Regions from separate parts of the Gasterosteus aculeatus genome. Here region 1 is linked to region 2. A link is a contact called in public Hi-C data. All regions are on one chromosome and are shown on one strand. The core of a region is the stretch at or near the end of the contact, and the rest is flanking DNA. Distances in the headings are between cores, read along the strand shown.

Evidence for each region. Hi-C and Micro-C count contacts between places; a contact is called where the count stands out from the background.
Region 1: a Hi-C map of liver shows a contact between it and region 2, with 7 times the contacts expected there. The contact joins two enhancer-like sites. A contact is called at or near these places in 3 of 6 Hi-C or Micro-C datasets (liver and skeletal muscle).

Annotation. Positions count from the first base shown.
Region 1 is chr21:12,584,425-12,589,382 of fGasAcu3.hap1.1, forward strand. No RefSeq gene overlaps it. Among protein-coding and RNA genes, the nearest start is that of hnf4g, 40 kb to the right of the region's middle. Within about 2 kb of position 3,302, at least 1 of the 9 cell types and tissues checked has open chromatin away from gene starts, as enhancers often do.
Region 2 is chr21:12,231,157-12,236,192 of fGasAcu3.hap1.1, forward strand. No RefSeq gene overlaps it. Among protein-coding and RNA genes, the nearest start is that of LOC120811611, 19 kb to the left of the region's middle. Within about 2 kb of position 1,500, at least 1 of the 9 cell types and tissues checked has open chromatin away from gene starts, as enhancers often do.

The DNA.
Region 1 (4,958 bases), core at 2,052-4,551, 360 kb after region 2:
GTGTGTGTGTGTGTCCCCGCGTGTACGTGGCTTTGTGTGCGATTCCACAGATGTGCATCAAATGCGAGTGTCAATGTGAAACGCATCTTTTAAGCTTGCACCTTAATTCTGTCGCTTCATTAAAAAGTGATCCTTGAAATGCTACGTTTGCATAATTGATTATATTTCTAATGAAGGACAAGCCAACGTGCACATTCCAACCACGTTAACCAAGCTAATTCCTGGACATTACGTTTGGTTGATACACATTTGAAACAGCTCTCTGGTGTTGCAACAGAATAATTTATCAAAACAAATGCTACATTTTATGCTGCCCCTGAATTGAATGTGACCACCACTAAAAGATGCAATACTTGATACATGCAATATGCATGAAATTATGCTAATGCACAACACGTGCATTCATTTATTTCTACACACGGACATATGTGTAATTTTATTACTGGAATCTGGAAAAGTGTAGATTAATATTCACAATGTGTAGAGATATAAGAGCAGATTCATCTACAGTCTTTTTTTTGTACTACACTTACTTGGCATGAGTAAAAACGTATTGAAGTGAAAGGAACACGAACACATTAAAATTCCATCAATCCAATTTTGCTAAAATATCCATCTGAGTAGTGTGATTCGAGAAAGAAGCATAATCATTATGCCAAAACATATTCAGGAATTATACATTGTAACGTATTCAGGAATCACCTGGATTTATTTGGAACCCCTCAAACTTAAACATGAACTTCACAGAAAGATTAGGAATGTGTTTGTAATCCTTTTGTTGTGAGAATCAATTAAATATTTCAATGCGCAAAACCTCATGTGTAGTGTTCTTATTATTGTATTTTCTCAATCACCTCTGGCAAGATACTTTGTAAATGAACCTCAAGGTAAATTAAATATTCATGCACTTTGAATCAGTCTTTTGGACTGATGCATCACACAGAATCTATATCTGAGGAGCAGCATTGACTGTTTTCTCAGAAAAGTTCAGTTCAAGTCAGAGGCTGTAGCTGTACGCTTCTAAATTCTGTCTCAATGGATGTTTTAGGACATCCACAAACACACATATTACAAACATTCGGCATGCTGGTAACACCTCAGTAGTCACATGCTTGGCTATATATCTATGATAATGGTTACTATACTGATGATCCGAGCTATTTACTTTAAATGGGTCGTTATCGGTGGAAGACTCTGCCTTGTGATGGTGATGAGGGCTTTGACAGATATATTGCCAAGTGGGAATAGGTGGTGGTGATGAGCCACAGGAGTGCGGCTACTATCCGGGGCTTTTCTTTTTCCCTTTTTTTTTTTTTTATTCTCTCCCTGTGTCTCTACACCTCATCGTCGCTTCACCTCTTTGTCCTTTGGTTCAATTTTCGAATCACAAGTCAGGAGCAGTCGAGTGCTGCCGTTCCGCCGCACGACGGCGTGTCTCGGCATACTAAAAGGAGGCGATGGTAAATGCGTGAGTTGGAAACGTATTAGTTAACACAAAGTCTGTGCTGTGTTTTTTTTTTTTATTGAATTATGAAGAATTTACGACAGCAAATTGATCCGGGGTATCGCTTTCTGCGCGGCTCCTGTTCTGCATGTTTAAGATATAGTGCAGCACTTGAGTATCTGTCTCTTTGGGGAGTTGGCAGGGAGCAAAGCATGCCGTGTGATGCTCCGCTCATCCCAATCACAGCTTTGGGTCTTCAAAGAAAATAGGATGTCTCAAGTTCATATTTGACACGGCTAATAATAAAACTACTTAAAACTATAAAGTCGCTCCCAATTTCCCCCCGTTTTCACAAGCCAGTGTTTATCTCCCCATTTTAATTAGTAAGTGGCATTAATTTCTGCTGTTGCTTTTATCGCCAATCATTTACAAGCACAGGGATGATCATGTTAATATTACCGAATTACGGAATACATTTCCTAGGTTAATTAGGTTGTTCTTTTTAATTAGAATGTAATTACGGGAAATGGTGTCTTTTCAAGGGGAGGTCCAGGCCATCAAACAGCACAAGGGGTGCAGTTCCAATGGGGCTGAGCCTGTAGGCAACAGTGCCCTCTGGATGCAACAAATAGAACTGAAACTGCCCTTTTTTCTAGTATTCCTACTACGGTTTGCATGTGAGTCTTTATCATTGTGTCCGGGCAAGTTCAGATTGGAGTAGTGTGTTTATGTGGTAGACCAACACGAACACGGTAACTTCTTTGAAAACAGCGTAATGATTAAACAGTGAGTGAGAAGTTTATACAGTCACCGAACACTCTTCAGCAACTACTAGGATATCGATATGATGTGCTGAAGGCTGCAGTAACAAATGTTTAGCATTACAGTCAGTTTTTTCATCAAACTACAAAGACCCTGTTGGATCTGTGCGTGTGTGTGAATAGAAAAAGGCGAGATGACCTCTGCGTGACGGGATATGATTGTAATGGTAAGTACAACGGTTGTGTTTAACATGATTCTACTATAGCTCACATATTACACATGTTTTAAGGAAGATTTTTCAAATGACATTTCGTTTAATCTAAATAAACATAATATCTGTCTGTGCAGGAGGGTCTTTGAAACAGAATTCAGACCACAACAACACGAGACAAAGAGACGGAGCACAAAAGTCATTTTCTAGTCGTGTTCCGTAGACTGCTTATCCACAACGTCTCTCTTCCAGCAGGTGGTCCATGTAAACATTTGCCACTCATTCATCCTACGCTCAACAAGGCGGAGGTCTGTATCCTCGCTGATGCTCCGCTGCTCAAAAGCACAAACCTCTCCTCAAGCATTGGCAACTTCGCCTTATGGACTCTATAGGCTTCTTTTATGCGTGTTGATGTGGTTGTGTATCTCAGGCCCTGCCAGGGGGGCCGGATGGGGGTGAGGGGGGGGTTAGAGCTCAGGGACAGTGTGTGTCGAGCCTGCTCCGGCATCACATGAGCAGAGCCGCACCGCCAAACTAAAACACGTATTCTTGCGGCAAATGGAAATATGATTAATACATTACGTTAATAAATAAAATGTGAGTTATTTTTAAAAGAGTCTTTGATTGCTAGTCTGAAATCGGTTACTTGTGTCTGGGAACACTTCCACTCACAGTCTCTGGTGTTTTTCAAAATGATGGCTGCCACCACGAGCTGAGGAGTTATTAATGTGGTCGTCTGCAGGTCCTCACAAGTCAAGTGTTATTATTTCTGCGCTGGTCGGCGTGTCTTTATACCCGCGGTGTGCTTGCCCGTGCGACTCACACCAACACCCTCTCCCTCCATCACACTCACAAACAGCTAACGTAGGGCTGTTTACCTGGCCGGCTATCTCCAGGCCAATCCTTCACATGGGGTAAGGCAATTACAAACTCTGCATGTCACCACCACTATGCCACCCACCCACCCACCCACACACACACACACACACACACACACATTCATTTTGGCACACACTCGGAGACACACCCCTTCGCCTCGAACCGCGCTGCACACTTTCTCCCTATTTCATCTCGCTCCAGGTCCCTCTCCCTCCCTCTCTGCATGTCATTCTCTGTCACTCGCCTTGTGCAAAATTGCAGTGAGGCAAGCTGCCACAGTATTGAGGAATAGTGTCATATACTGGCAATTTCCTCCCCAGGTGTCAGGCATACTTTACCTTAATATGTCTGCAGCGACTCTTAATAAAACAGTCTTGTCTATATACATATCTCTACCGCAGACCCCGGCCTGCGCCACGCTGCACACGGCACTCAATAGCATGCTGTTAAATATTTACCTCCGCTGAATGTCAATGGAAGAGGAGTAGGTGGAGAGGAGGAGAGGAGACGTGGGAGAGAAATGGAAAATGTGTCCCCGGTTGGTGTTTTAGCTGTCTGGATCTGTTCCAAAGCAGTCTGGGAGAAATTCCATATCAGCCAGCGGAATGTTTTAGGATATCGTGACGCCGTATCAATGTAGCCTGCCTGCTTGAGTGGAAAGAAAGAAAAAACAACAAAAAAAAAAAAAAATGGCGAGGAATGGGAAATTGAAAAACAGTTGGGTATTTGTGACTAGAGTATTTGGATACAAAGAAATGTACTGTACCTGTCTGCCTTGTGTTCATAATCTCCGAGCCTTGTCAATGTGCTGACGAGTCTTTGACTCAGAAATGAACAGTATGTCTCCCGCAGAGAGTCTGGGAAAACGTTATCACAACGCCAACCAAGACAGACTGTTCGGGGTAAGGATTAGGCCATGCATTGCAGGAATTCGCTGCTAAGCATGCTTTATTGTTTTTGTTGTTGCATCTCAAATATGCAGAGCTGTATTGCGTCTCTGTGTGTCTTGTCAGCTGCTGCTTTTGCAGAAAGGTGCAGTAGGGATGAGGAACACAATTAGACACTTGACCTTCACCTTCAAGGTTCTGCAGGCTCAGATTGATTTTGGCGTGTGTCTTTTTTTCAAAGTGATATAGATGCACAGTACATAGCCTGGATAATTTCTAACATTATACATCAATTGGCGACCCATTCAAGTAGTGTGTTTACCCAGAGACGGCTGCACGTCAGAAGCCACAATCTACCGTCCAACCCTGCAAACTTTGTCACTTTGTCAGCAGGACTAGTCTCTTCGGTGAAAGTTTGAAAAGTGTCTAGTGGATGTTAACTATGTGGCAGGTGATCCCGGTAATAATCATGAGCTTGAAGGAAGGAAAGCTAACATCTCCTTCAAGTGCAGATTCTCCAGCTCAGACTAGCAGGCAGAAATATCCTCAGCGAGGGGAAACAGGGAAAAAAAAAAGCAAGAAAAACGACGGCTGGCTTTTTAATGACTTTCTGCACATTAGAATAATCTGTCATTTCAATTAGCGGGATTGTCATCTGTGAGATGTCTCCCACTGCATCCACACATACCACACATACCTTAAGGTTGTCATCTGTACCCCTCATGGGAGAGAAGCAGGGTTGTCAAAGCAACCCCCCTCCACCCCGCCCCTACCC
Region 2 (5,036 bases), core at 250-2,749:
TAATTAGAAAAGAATAAAATGCATTTCAGTTTTCATTAAGGAATGTCATTGATTGGCTCTGTCTCTTTGTCTCTTGTTTTGATGAAGTTAACTTTGAGGGGAATAAACAGCCCGATCAGACCAGCTGCAGACGGGCATGCACGCTCGTGTGTCACATTGTCTTTTGCTGTGTGTCTTTTTAATCTGCCCAACTACGGAAAATAGAAATGGGTTCTACCACAAAGCATAAGATCGTAACCGAGAGAGGGAGGATTAAAATCCGGAGGAAAAAAAGTAATAAATCACGGGACGAGATGCGAGGGGAAAGCAAGCGAGTGTTTAAAAAAGGAACAAGTGGTGGAGAGCCGGCTGGAATAGAGGAGGTGAGGGGGAAGACATAATTGGTGCTCTGTTCTGGGGACATCTTGCTGCAACGCAAAAAAATAAGCCGCAGAAATATGAGTTTGAGTAAGAGATTGAACTAAATGAGAGCAATCGCACATTTCAAACCGTGTGTGTGTGTTTGTCATGGAAACAGCAGAAGTTTTCATGCCAGTGGCCGTGCCTGGATGGGTGGATGCACTCGTTGCCCACACCTTTTTGTTTTCATGCATTTTGTGTGTATGTCCAACTCCCAAGCTTTCCTGTGTGTGCGTGTGTGTGTGTGTGTGCGTGTGTGTGTGTGCGTGCGTGTGTGCGTGCGCGCGCACACGCTCGGCGGAACAGAGGCTCTGTGTCAGCAGCGGTGTGCCCTCAGTGAGCCTCTCTAATTACAGTCTAGGGTTTCAGCGTTCAGCCCGTCCATCTTCCTGTTTAAACCTTAAACCCGGCTAAGGCAGCCGGGCCCCACTGAGCCAAGGTAAACCATACAGCTAATTAGACAGACCGGCTTCCATCTCTCCACCAACGGGGGGCGGGGGGGGTGGAGGCATGGAGGGAGGGAGAAAGAAGGAAGGAACAGAGAGACAAAAAGAAAGATGTCAGTAAGAAAGGGAAGACATGAGGACAAAGCAAGATAATAAGTGTTTAATTTTAAGTAATTTCTGTACGACCCCGCCCCCCCCCACCCAAAAAAACCCTTTCATCAACCAGCATCTTATCGTCTCATTGGCGCGTGCCCGTCCTCCTGTGTCCCGGCAGAGAGTGAGGAGTTTTCGAGGCAGTACGATGTTCGTCTATTGGTGTTTTGACACTCTAGCTAAGTTTTTGAACCCAGAGGTGATTTGCATATTGTAAACAAATGTAAACGCTGGGAGAAGGTCATTGGTCAACCTGAGGGCAGCTAATCTGCATAATTGGCTCCGGTGGTTCAAATTAGAGCCTGCTGCTGCTCTGCTGAGAGAGGGAAACGGGGTGTGGGGGTGCAATTATGGTCATATGCAGCCAATGGAAAAAAAAGAAGAGAAAAAAGTCATTTTTCTTTTCTTTTTTTTTTTCCTTCTTTTCTGCAGCCGTTGCCTCTCCTCCCCGGCTCATTCTGTCCAATGAGAGCGCTGTGCTGCCCCGACAGCAATCTGAAATTCATCTCGCTCCACGACAGCCAAACCCCACCCCCCTCGCAGAGAGAGACAGCGAGAGGGAAAATGAGGGAGACAGGAAACGAATGAATGAGAGAGAAAAAGAGAAAAGAAGAAGGAGAGGGTGAAAAGCGGGAGACGGCATCTCGACTAGGCGGGGCGGTACAAAACGTGAGAGGGGAAGGCGCAGCGAGGGTGAGAATGGGAGACCGAGGGTGAGAGGCAGACATTGGCTCTGGAGAAGGAGCTAACAACGAGGAGAGGACCGAGAGGCTCGAGAAATGGAGGGGAAAATGAGACGTACTGCAGCGGGAGATAGGGTGACAGATCTGTTCTGCTCGCACCAAACACCATTTTCTCCTGCCTGTCCTGTCCTGAGCGAGGGGGGGGGGGGGGAGAAAAAAACGCCACATTTGCAGATTCTGGCTTATCGCTGAAATACTAGAAATCATGTTTTTGTCCGTCCGTGTGTGTGTGTGTGTACAGGGAGAGGTTGGATAAGGGCACAGTAAATAAATCATGGGGGGCTCATTGGAAGAAGGTCACCGGCTGGACCCTGTCTACACACACGCACACACACACACACACATCCATGCGTGCTGACAGGCCCCTGCCCCTCATTTCGGGGTGCTCTGGGTGATTCTCTCAGTGTAATGGCTTCTACCCCATTTCCAGTCTCCTGTCTGAGAAGAAATCACACACACAGAGCCTCCAACGGTAGCTCACACACCGACATACACACACCTGGCCAGTCGGGCATTTGGGAAAGGGGAACGGATGGAAACAGTCGGGTAAATACATCCTTTTTGTAGATATTTGCTGTTTGTCTGCGTCGGCATGCCGTATGTACCATGAAGCCTTATCTCTTATTATTTCTTCGCTCTTGGGTGTCCACCGCGTTGTATATTCCCAGTCTCAGCCGTGTGTTTTTGTTACTTTCTCACTGTAAACACTCTCTTATTCTTGTGTATGTTTTAAAGAGGCCCCCCTGCTCGAGTTTGGCCCTCTTGAGTGCGGGTTCCTATTTCTTCCCAGCTCGCTGTTTTGTCAGGGAAAGATCCCCAGCGAGTGCACGGCCAGGTGCAGGCAGAGCCGCAGTCAAATTTGACGCATTGAACAGTCAGGTGAGTTGTGCCGTCAATCGGGATGGTGCAGAACCAGTCGGAAGGGTTTTTCACCAGTTACTTGTCACGCGTTAAGTCTCACCGTGGAGCAAAAGTCGACACCTTGAGGGATTTAAAATGGCTGCAGTGACTTATTGAAAACTCTCATGGTCCGTTGAGTTGATTTATTCATGTATACTGGTCATGTCCTGTAGTCTGCAGAGTTGATGTTCAACTTCTCGGAAAGCTAGTCATTAAAATATTGTTGTTCTTTCCGGCAGGTTCTCTCATAAACTGTGACGGGGAGGGGGAAATATTCTAATGATATGCTAATTATAGCGAATATTGCACATAGTACTTTTTGAGACTAAACTGAGATTAATCTTGAGCGTCTGAGTTTTATTGTTGACTGTTTATCTGGGCTCCAAGGCCCAAATTAAAACATGATTAATGGTTTATAACTTGTTGAGAATTAGCATGTTTTCATGTGTATATAAATGCGTGACTGAGTGGATTAGCGAGTGAGTGGGTGAGACGGATACAGCGTGAGTGAGAGACGGAGAAAGAGGTGCCAGGAAGGAGCAGGAGAGATGCATATGCCTGTCTGAATTTCTATCCGTCTGTGGAGGGCGGCAAGTGGGAGGGTCCATCAATCACTCCCAATCATTTATATTCAGCGACTCATATCCCTCCACCGCGATTGGGAGTGCGAGAGACTGCACTCCTTTGCATAGGCAGGAGAAACTGTTGAAAAGCCGTCTGAGGAAACTGAATATAAGGGCCGTGTTGATGTATACATTTGGTGTTTTCGTTCAGCGTGAAGAGCTGAGGCTAAATGCGTGTGTTTCATTTGCCCGTGTGGTTACAAATGCAACCTCACTGCCGTGCATGAGGCCTTTTCGACAACTTCTGCTTTACTTCTGCTTTACTTCTGCTTTACATCTGCGTTGCAACGCCTCAGTCAGGAATCTTTAATGTGGAAACAGTTGTTTTTTTAAAGTTTAAATACTGGATGGATAAACTGGATATAAAAAGTATGTTTTGAATGAATGGAGCTGAATAGACTGAACAGAATATTCAGTCCTCTCTATCAGGATTCATTAAGTTTTTTTTGCATATATTTTGATGTTGATGTTGATGTAGAAAGCTCAGACTATTTAGCCAGGATGGGCAATATGGAGCAAATCTCATATTCCAGTATATATTTGTCATTATGATATTAACATGTAAATCAACCCTAACCCAAAACATTCACATTAAATATCCCTGCAGAATCTGTTTTTGTCTAGTAAATCAAGTTTAATGTAAGAAAGTCACGGCTCTTCTTTGCACTAATGAAAAAATGTCACAACCTTAAATAAAACGTACAAATCCTTATCATTTGCTATTTAAGTCTGAAGCTGCAACTCTCCTTTTATTCGCTTTTTATCAAATCATCTTCCAAATATTATTTCATTTTAGTGAGTGAGTGAGTTTATAAAAAAAACATGTAGAAGGTGCCCACCGCAACTTCCCATATTCTCCTTCTGCTCCCTGGATCCGGATGTTTAGGGCGCGTGCAGGTACGAGCCCGTCGCCTCCGCAAAGGGAACACATTCATTATTTTGTGATCACTCGTCATCATCTCTGACACTTTGTAGGTGACATAGGTTCCCCGAGGTTATCCGTCGCCCGGTTTGTAACTCGCTCGATTTCCTCGTCTCCAGAATGTCTTTCAGAACAGCGTAGCGAAAAAAATGTGGTCATACAACACCTTCCCTGTTTCTCCATTTCTTGGTCTTTCACTTTGCCCTCCGCCTCTCTGTGTGTGACCTTGGGGTCCTTCTGTGTTAGTGTGTGGAAATTGGGCACACCTAACTACAGGGGCTTAAGTATAATCATGTATTTAGCTGCAGAAATGTACTGACGCACTGTTCCTCCCTGGAAAAAGAGAACTCCCAACATTAATTGGGGGATATTACTGTTGAGATCAATTTCCATGTTTTTGACAGTGATATTCATTCCCTCAGACCTGAACAAATATTTATGTCTGGGCGAGAAAAAAGAAAGAAATCTCTCTGAAGTAAAAGAAATCAATATGAAAACTATCCCATCATTTCAGACCATTTTTTTAGATACTTGTGAATGAGATTCATCTACAGTTTTAAAAAACACGCCCCCCATGTAAGAATTCCACTTTAATTTACGTATCATTTACTCTTCATTCCCTTTCATTCGATCTTGTGTGTTTTGAAGTAATAAAATGTAGTCGCAACATAATAAAAATAACACCATCTGACATTTCAGGACGGCAACTTTTATTCTACAATACACCAAATAAGAAAAGCTCAACCATATTTAGAAGTGCATTTCTGTCTATTTGCATGCACCACGTTGGATCCGGCCGAGTGGTGAGACGGCCAATAGGGGCCAGTGTGTAACCAAGTATAGGGCCTCG